2 separate regions of the Gossypium arboreum genome follow, and region 1 is linked to region 2. The links are chromatin contacts, called in public Hi-C maps. All regions are on one chromosome and are shown on one strand. The core of a region is the stretch at or near the end of the contact, and the rest is flanking DNA. Distances in the headings are between cores, read along the strand shown. Region 1 holds the start of LOC108476138. Region 2 holds the start of LOC108476362 (squamosa promoter-binding-like protein 2).

What was found. Hi-C and Micro-C count contacts between places; a contact is called where the count stands out from the background.
Region 1: a Hi-C map of leaf shows a contact between it and region 2, with 2.8 times the contacts expected there. The contact joins the promoter of LOC108476138 here to the promoter of LOC108476362 in region 2. A contact is called at or near these places in 3 of 5 Hi-C or Micro-C datasets (all in leaf).

The regions. Positions count from the first base shown.
Region 1 is chr3:23,351,554-23,356,668 of ASM2569848v2, forward strand. LOC108476138 reads right to left here and starts at 3,660. Exons shown (of 3, transcript XM_017778247.2): 1 at 3,312-3,660; 2 at 2,526-2,682; 3 at 2,002-2,287. The coding sequence starts at 3,314. The coding sequence ends at 2,241. It overlaps LOC108476137 (F-box only protein 6-like), which reads left to right. Exons shown (of 2, transcript XM_017778246.2): 2 at 293-1,626. The coding sequence ends at 1,550.
Region 2 is chr3:23,143,913-23,148,614 of ASM2569848v2, forward strand. LOC108476362 (squamosa promoter-binding-like protein 2) reads right to left here and starts at 1,465. Exons shown (of 5, transcript XM_053025595.1): 1 at 910-1,465. It overlaps LOC108475232 (4-coumarate--CoA ligase-like 1), which reads right to left. Exons shown (of 6, transcript XM_017777212.1): 5 at 4,675-4,702; 6 at 3,931-4,168. The coding sequence ends at 3,931.

The DNA of each region.
Region 1 (5,115 bases), core at 2,410-4,909, 210 kb after region 2:
AAACTTATATAAGAGGGAAGATTGGTAATTGAGTACATTGCTGCATCTATTGATTTTGATCAATAAGATGGTGAGGAAAGTTGTTAAATTCTCTCTTCGGGCCTGCACAAATTGAACAGATCTTATAACTCGAAATATTTACCATATTACTTGTGATGGGATGAATGGTGGAATTCCTATTGCTTTAAACATGTTTGAGCTTAATGATCTTAAATTTATTGTAGCTGGTAATTATTTAGCATATTTCAAATAGACAGTAGGAACGGGATTACTTATGTTAGCTTCCGTGCAGGTGGTGTTTGCACAATGTAGATTATACTTCTACAGACCATTACTACAGTCTTGTAATGGCTGCTGGGAAATCTGGAAGTTGTAAGATGTTGGAACCTTTTGAGCCTCCAGGTCCTCCACCAAGCAAGAAATCACGAAAGGGGCGGACCCAAGAGAAATTACATGGAAGTACTGCTATACCTGAGGCTGAGGTTATGGAACAAGATATTTGGAAAGAATTCCCTGAAGACCTTCTTGAAGCCATCATTGCAAGACTTCCCATAGCCTCATTCTTCCGCTTTCGCTCTGTTTGCCGTAAATGGAATTCCTTGTTGGAGTTGCAAAGTTTCTCTCAGCATTGTGCTGAAATCCCGCAAGGCAATACCTGGTTCTATGCTTTTACTCATGACAATGTGAACTCCGGAACCATGTATTATGACCCTTCCATGAGGAAATGGCACCATCCTGCATATAGGCCAACAAAAATGATTGCTTTGCCAGTTGCATCTGCAGGTGGTCTAGTTTGCTTTCTTGATATTGGTCATAGGAAAATCTATGTCTGCAACCCTTTGACTCGGTCATTTAAAGAGTTGCCAACTGGGTCAGTTAAAGTGTGGTCGCGAATTACTGTAGGAATGACTCTGAATGGAAACTCAACCACTGGAGGCTACAAGGTCATGTGGGTGGGACGTGACGGAGAGTATGAAGTTTATGACTCAGTGAAGAATTCATGGAGTCGGCCAGGACGCATGCCCTCAAACATTAAGGTGCCACTATCACTTAACTTTCTGTCTCAAGCTGTTTCTGTTGATAACACACTTTGCTTCATGCGGTCGGACCCTGAAGGGATTGTGTCCTACAACATGGATACCGGGGTATGCAAACAATTTATTATTCCAGCCCCATTACATCTGAGTGACCACTCGCTTGCAGAGTGGAAGGGCAGGATCATGCTCGTTGGATTGCTGACCAAAAATGCTGCCACTTGTGTCTGTATATGGGAGCTGCAGAAGATGACGCTCTTGTGGAAGGAGGTTGACAGAATGCCAAACGTATGGTGCTTAGAGTTTTACGGGAAGCACGTTCGAATGACTTGCTCGGGCAACAAAGGTTTGCTCATGTTGCAACTGAGATCGAGACAAATGAACCGATTAGTTACATACAATGTGATGAGCAGGGAGTGGCTTAAGGTTCCTGGATCTGTTGTACCACGGGGTAGAAAGCAACAGCGGGTAGCATGTTGCATTGCTTTTAACCCTTGCTTGACTGCTACTGCTTGATTTCCAACCCTTTATGTTTCAAGGAAACTATTTCCTATTTTAATGTTTCCCGACTATGTTCGGTTGCTGCTAACAAGTCCCACCTAAGGCCGTATTTTCTTTTTGGTTGCATGGAAATTGGAATGGGCTTTTCCTTTATTTTCTTCTTTTTGTTTGGACTTATGGGTGAATAACACGCTTGGTTCTTAATGAGGCGTGTGAAACTACTGCCGTCTTGTTGCATCGAGATCATAGTTACACATAAATTGAGCGTTGCCTCCTCTTTTAAAAGATTCATTACCCTAAACAGGAAATTCTCTACTCAGTGCTAAATTTGATGAATGAGGTTCATATAGAAGCTAAATCTAGCGGGCTTGCACGTGAGAAAGCTCGAAAAATAAAAATCTTTACGCATCATCTGCTGAAGCTGTTGGTATAACCATTCAAATATCGAGTTACTCGGATAACTCAGTTCAACCACTAATATATCGGTATTTAGTCCATCTCATTGCATAAATGAAAAAAGTAGCAGACAAAGCACAATGAACAGACAACTAAAGGGGAGGTCTTATTCAAATTCCAAACATTTCACATCGTAAGCATATATCTCTAGTAAATATAGCATCAGTTTTTCCCTACAAAACTAACAGAAAAGCAAAGCCCAATGCATGACCAGTCTCCTCGCAATTCCTTAACATCAGAAGTGCAGACTTATGCCATACCTCCGCTGGTCGCTGTCCTGATAATCTGGAAGAGAGCTGTTAAGGTGAATGTAAATGAAGTTGATCAGTAAATCATGACAGACAGGACATGCAGAAAATCTTGATTCTAAATTGTAAATATAGATATTTTAATTTAAGCAAACATCCTTGAAGATTACAATGAAATAAACTCAACACCAAGAAAAGCTAAACATATCACACTTTCCAAACGAAGAAACCAGACAAATTATCCATACACATTGAATAAGGAAATATGATGGCAAAGAATCCTTACATGATCCAATGACGACGAATATGAAGAACCCAAGAAGCAGAGGACCGACAGGATAATCCTTCCCCTTCTTTGTGGTTGTCTCAGGCACAGCTCCTCTCTTTGTTATGTTCTTTTGGAACTTCTCCACCTTTCTTTCTGCAAGACGCCTTGATGTTGTCTGCCCAAAGCAGAAAAAGTAAGGGGATAAAGTGTAAATTTTAAAATTGGATAAATAGAAACAAAGCAATTTTTTTTTTCTTTTAGGGAATAAAAGTGTTAGGGTATCCCATGCTCGGCCTGGCCTAATTTGGCGATGGATCTTAACATTTATACAAGATTTATGAGAAATATAAACGACGTTTCGAATGAGTTTTGAACTGTGAAAATAGAATTCGAACTGTTGACCAAAAAATAAAAGACAATTCAGACTATTTGCAAACGACAGGTCAACAGTTCTAAATTAAAACAATAATGAAAAGCAATATAAAGACGAATAAATTATTCAAAAGATTTTCGAACAAATACAAGATCAAATTGTGAGGCATATATCTGCTAAATTTAGATCTATAATAGCTGAAATCTACAAACAATTTTATAAACACGCTAAAATTTAGATCCATAATCTATATTCGGAGAGGACGGAAGACGAACAAGAAGTTTATATTGGATCCACTCAGATACAAGAAGATCAAGAAAAATAATAATCAAATTAATAGGAAAAATAAATATGAAAACTGTGAAGTGAACCAATTATTAGAAAAAAAATACAAATTAACAGTTTCTTAGAAAAAGAAAATAAAAACTTACCATGATGACGGATAGATCAGGTAGCCGGAGAAGATTGAAGAGAGAAAACGCAGGAAAATTTCAGGATCTCGCTAATTCCCTGCGAAGTATTTTCTCTCTCGATCTCTCACTTTCTCGCGAAAATGTCCGGATTTGATAGAGGATGTCAACTATCCATCCGCTTTATATAGTGCTGAAGACGGGAAAATAAATGATAGTTGACGGTCACGCGTAAGTAGCGTCACCGGCTTCGCTCTCATTGGGCGCTTTTGATGGATCTCACTATACCCTTTTTTCTTATTCAAATTTTGATACTCCACTTACTTTCCTTTTATATATTTTTATTGAAAAATTGTGATTATGATCATACCATTCCAAAATTTTATTCCAAATAGCAGTTTATATAGTATATTTTAATTTTTTTATTAAGGTTTAAATATATAATTTGCACTCAAATTTTTTCACTTTTCTCAAATTAGTATTTATGATTTTTTTAGATTAGTACCCTAAATTTTGTTCCGTTAACTAAATTAGTACCTAAATCTAAATTCATTGATGTCATAATCTAAATTTTTTTTTAAAACTATTTCTTTTTTTTTTCTTTAGTTTTCTCAGTGACCTTTCTTCCACCCCAATTTCTTTTTTTTACCCCGTGATCTTTCTTTTTCCCACTATCCTTTTCTATTCTTTTTTCCACTAACACGTTTGCTTTTCAATGGCTGATTTCAATTCCTCTCCTTTACATTCTACTATTGTTGCTGCTGCTTCTTTATTCGAGGTAGAAGATACTGAGAAAATAAAGTTTCTAGACATAGAGGAAACATGTTCAAATTCGGGCTACAAAGATTCAGATTACCCAATAGACTCGAAATGAAAAACTCGTAATTGAAACTTGACTATTAATAAAGTTTTTCGATAGTTGGATTTTTTTTGTTTGTTTCCCGAGAAATTATGAGAAAGAACAAAAAATATATATATATATATATTTTTAACTTTGGTTTCTTTTTAGCTTCTAGATTCTAGGTTTATCTTTTATATTTCAAGTCTTGGGTTCATCTTTTTTTTTTTGATTTTTGCATTCAATTTTTTTCTATTTTTTTCAATTTTTGGGTAGTTAGATTTTTTTATTTCATGGGAAAATACTAGAAAGAAAAAAAAATGGTAGATGTAGACAACTCCATTGGATTTTTATTTTACTTTATAAGTTTCTAAGAATTTAAAGTTTTTATCGAAGAATTCATTTTGTAATTTGTTTGTATGTTATTGTGGCTATTTATGGTGAAGAAGGATACTATGATTTGCACAATGATTTTTAAACAAATTAGGTACTATTTATTTTGATATTATTGTTTGCTTCATGAAATTGTATCTTACATTACCCCTCTTTCTTCTCATTTTTATTATCACTACTTTTCCTTCCACACAATATTTACAAATAAAACATAATTAAGAGGTAAAGAAAAATAAACATGGTGGACATACAACAAGTAGACGAAGTGGAAGGGCCATTACCGATAGTTTCATCTGAGGCGGTTGGATCAAAACGCTAGAGATGTCCAAGCGTTCGGTTAGTGACATTGACAGTGAGCAACCTTACGTTTCTCATGTAAGAAGACCCCCTTCTTTTTCCGAGCAATAGAAACACCACTCCAACAACCTTTTTTTAAATCCCTCACTCGCCTCTCCCTATTTTAAATGTTCCAAAACTCGCATCCTTACCAATCTCACTACTGATTTCAATGCTACCAATGACACCCTTGATGACGCCCCATGAAATGACACTCCACCATGAAACAACCTCGGTCCAATTGGGTTCCCATCACAA
Region 2 (4,702 bases), core at 215-2,714:
CTCTCTATACGAGTCTTGTACGAATGTAAGCTGATCTTCAACCCCAAGTAAAAACATAGTAGTGTTCCATAAACCTTCAACATCAGCAGTAAATTCCACCACCAAAACTCTAGAAGAATTTACCTTATCTATCAACCCATCCAACAAAAACTACCCGGTCTAGCCTCTTTAACAAAGCAGCTCCCTCCCTCTCTCTCTGCACGCCCCACTATCTTCAATAATTCTAAGAAGCAGTAATAACGTCCAAGTAGAGGAACCCAAAAATTAAATAAATAAAAGGATTCACTTTTTAATCAAGTAACCTAGTCTAAAAACACTAACACTTTCAATAATTCCCATTCGATTATCTGGGAAATCTTGCAAAGTAGGTCCCTGACTCAGACCCACAACTACTGTACAAAACAAAATTCAATGAAACCCTAATCTACCATAAATTCTTGTACCGAAAAATATCTACCATAAATTCAACAATTTACTGATGTATAAAAAGCCATCCCAACAACCATTTTTACTCAAACCCCCACGAAAACCATTAAAATCAATTAACAAATACTATATATGTCAACCAAAAAAATACACAAAAAAGAAATTCTACTCATAATTTTTTTCTCCATACAATATATATGAAGTTTTGCATTGAAACAGAAACAGAACAAACATATAAACTAAAATATTCATTTTTACTAAAAAAAAAAATAGAAAGTATTTGGTCCCCTTCTTAGATATCATTCGTCATATCGTTTTTCCTTTTAATGTTTTAATAAATTCTACTCAGCTTTCAGCCAGAAATACAAGGTAAAAATTAATAAAAAGGAACCCTTTCAACAAACACAAACGCAGTCGTTTCCATTGATTTTCCCCAGAAAACAAGAAAAGAAATCATAACGATAAAAAAAAAACGCACTTTACCTTCTTTTTTTTTTCCTTTCTAAAGTTAAAACAAGTTCACATAATAAAGGTAGAAGATAGGAAGAAAATGACGTTTCAATTGAGCCGCAAAAACAAGAGATGTTTCCCCATTTTTAGAAACTCTAGTACCTCATTATTGCTTTCTTTATTAATCCAAAATGAAATCTCTGTTTTATCTTTCCTATTTATTAACGGCGTTTAGTAAAAACAAAGTGAAAACATATATAAAAAAAAAAAAAAAAAAGAAGAAAGAAAGAAAGAAAAGGCAAGGCAAATGCTTTCTGGTGAGATTGTGATACTTACCGATGCGTACTTCAATGTTGGGCAGAAAGAATAGAAAAAGAAAGAGCAGAAGGATTAAAGATCTTGAAAAAGAAAGGAGATAAGGCACAGCAAGGCACAGCAAAGCACAGCCCACAGCCGAGTCTGAGTCTGAGACCGAGTCAGGGTCTCTTTCACAGACTGAAAATGGAAGGACAAACAACGAAAGAGGTGCTGAGTGGGGCAAAAAATAATTAAAGCCTAGCTTTTTTGGAAGAAATTATTTCCTTTTATTATTATTTATTTATTTGTTGTATTATTACTGCTGCAGTAACTTTTTTTTTAATGCAGAAATTAAATTAGGTAGAATTTATTTAAAATAATGACACGTGCCAGTACAAAAGCTGATTGCATTGCAACTTTTGCAGGTTATGGAGTATGGACTATAGAGTAGTAGTTTTTTGGACGGTAATGAAAGGGTGGCCTTTTTCTTGTCAGTTACAAGTAGCCAGCCCAACTAATATTAGGTCTATTTTTTATATTATCCGATGTTGTATTTTTAATCTCTTAACTGTTAATTAAAATTTTACCTATAAAAAAGCTACGTATTAATAAATAAATTTAATGTTGATCTTATAATAAAAATACAAAAATTAGAAAACAAGAATTTAAGCATAGTACAAAATTAACACCCATTTAAATTAAAATTTAAAAAATATAAAAATTAAAATACATAAAAAATTTGATTAATAATAAAACAATGCAGATTATTGGAAAGGTGGGATCAGAATTCAAAATATTAAAAAGAATAAATCATCCCTACAATCCCTGAGTTAAGAATTTGTGCTGCAAAATCTACTTAACATTAATTATTTCAAGTTAATGAAACCTTTTTCTATTTTTGTTTTAAAATATATCAACTAACTCGAAAGGTACCTTATTAGATTGAGGTATTTGATTATTCTATATTCTGTCATATTATAATTAAGGAAGTCCAATTTTAAGAGATTATGATAATCATACTAGCATCAAAACATTAAAATAATTCACCTATCAAAGGGACCACAAATTGTGTTTAGATGGTGGATCTTTCTCACTTTAAACTCAGTATTAAAATATAATATCATGGTGATTTTCTATTACAATTATGTCATTTATATATGTTATTAACTCTGGTACTTTATCATATTTTATAAATTTTAAATTACTATATGAGCAAATTTGTCAACCTAGAGCTTACACCGTACGTACAATCAAATATGGGTGTCAACCTATCCCTCAAACCCCCCTTTTGTCATTCTAATCTTTTAGGATCCTTTTAACAATTATTCGAAACAAATTTTGACATTTTTATTTTTATTTTTATTTCTAAACCCTAATATACAATTATTGATATTGACACTTTGTCCCCTCTTAACTACCAAATCAAGTTGCAGAAACAGAGATAGTAACATATTGCTATTATTAATATTAGGGTAATCTATAAAAATAATCACTTTTATTTGTCTCAGGTTACATTTTAGTCACTTATGTTTGAAATGTTACGTTTTAGTCACTTATATTACTATTTTGTTACGAAGTGATCACTCTACCGTTAAGTTCCGTTATCTCTCTAACGGTAATCCTACGTGGCAGTCCAACTAGATTTTAGATGCCAACTTAGATTTCTAAGGATGAAAATAGATTTTTAATTAAAAATTTTAATTAATTAAAATTTTTAAACCTAAACCTTAACTAAAAAATCTGTTCATCTCATCTTTTTAATTTTTCTTCTATCTCTTCTTTTTTCAGTGGTTTTTTTTTCATTTGATTGGAAAAACTATTATTAAGATCAAAATAGTTGAAATCAAATTGACTACTTCATAAAGATGGATTCAATGGAGGGTTCAGGTATGTCTTCTTTGCACTCCTCTATCTCTTTTATTCAATACTGAAAAACAAAAGATTGGATTTTTTATTGTTTAATGAAAACCCTAAATTAAAATTCTTGATATGAATATTAACAACTAAAAGAATTTCAAATCGTAAAAAGGATACCCACAAAGGATTGTGAACAAACAAGCGATTCGGATAAAAAAATAGGATTGAGAAACTAATTATTCAAGAACGTAAAGAATTGAAAAATACAATGATTAGGAACAAAAATGATTACCATCTTCTTATTTGTCAACAACCACTTCATTTTGAGTTTTAGAACATAAATTTATCGGTGAAGAGGACATACTTGGACCCTCCATTGAATCCTCTTTTGTTTTAAATGACGTGAATAAAATTTTTGACAATAATAACTTTTTAGTCAATTGAAAAGAAAACTAAAAAAAAGAGGGAGATGAATGGTTTTTTAACTAAGATTTAGGGTTTAAAATTTTAATTAATTAAATTTATTTAATAAAAAATCTATTCTCATCCCATTAGGAAATTCAAGTTGGCACTTAAAATCTAATGTTGGTACTTAAAATCTAATTGAACTGTTACGTAAGATTACTGTTAGGGAGATAACGAAACTTAACGGAAGAGTGATCATTTCGTAACAAAATAATAACATAAGTGACTAAAATGTAACATTTTAAACATAAGTGACTAAAATGTAACCTGAAACAAACAAAAGTGAGTATTTTTGTAGTTTACCCATTAATATTATTATATATAAGGAGACTGCAAGCATTTTCATTTTTCATTTTAAACATAAGATCATAACAATGAGATGGATTACTTTGAGTAATTCAAAAGAAAGGGATTTTATTGAAGGAAATGTTGGAATTAGGAATAGGAAGGGGGTTTGGGCATATTTTCCATCATCTTATCTTTCAAAAGCCTTCGCATGATTTTGCCAGATGGGGATTTGGGAATGGTGTCCACAAATTGCAGAACCCTCACTTTCTTGTAGTGTGCAACATTGGAGGCTACATACTCCATTATGTCCCTTTCGTTTTCTTTGGCATTTGGGTTCATCACAACGCATGCCGCCGGGATTTCCCCTGCTTCTTCGTCAGGCAGCCTGTATTTCAGTTCCACTCTTCATTAAGTTTGAGTGTAACATATAGGTACATGTTTAATACAAGTATGATTAAATCTATTCAATTCTTAAATATATTCGATAAAATAGTAAAATATTGTCTCATACTTAAAAGAGATTAGACAAAAATATATAAATTCCAAAATAAAAATATCCTTTTAAAATATGTATCAAGTTCTAAGTTTAATCCATTTCTTAATGTTATAATATATTATAATTTAAATCATATAAAAATTTTATATATAACCATTATACATAGTGTAATTATTAAAATTATATTAATTTATTTATATTTGAAAGTTTCATAAAACAAAATTATATATAAAATTAGAAAATATTAAATATAAAAAGTAACATATTTTAAAAAAATAAAAATAACTTGGACGGATCTAAATAAAAGAATTTGGATAATATTTAACCCTTTTATATGTTTAGAGCATCATTATATTATATAGGATATAGTGGCAAACATAGTTGCTAATACTTACGGCACCACTGCTGCATCTTCAACTGAGG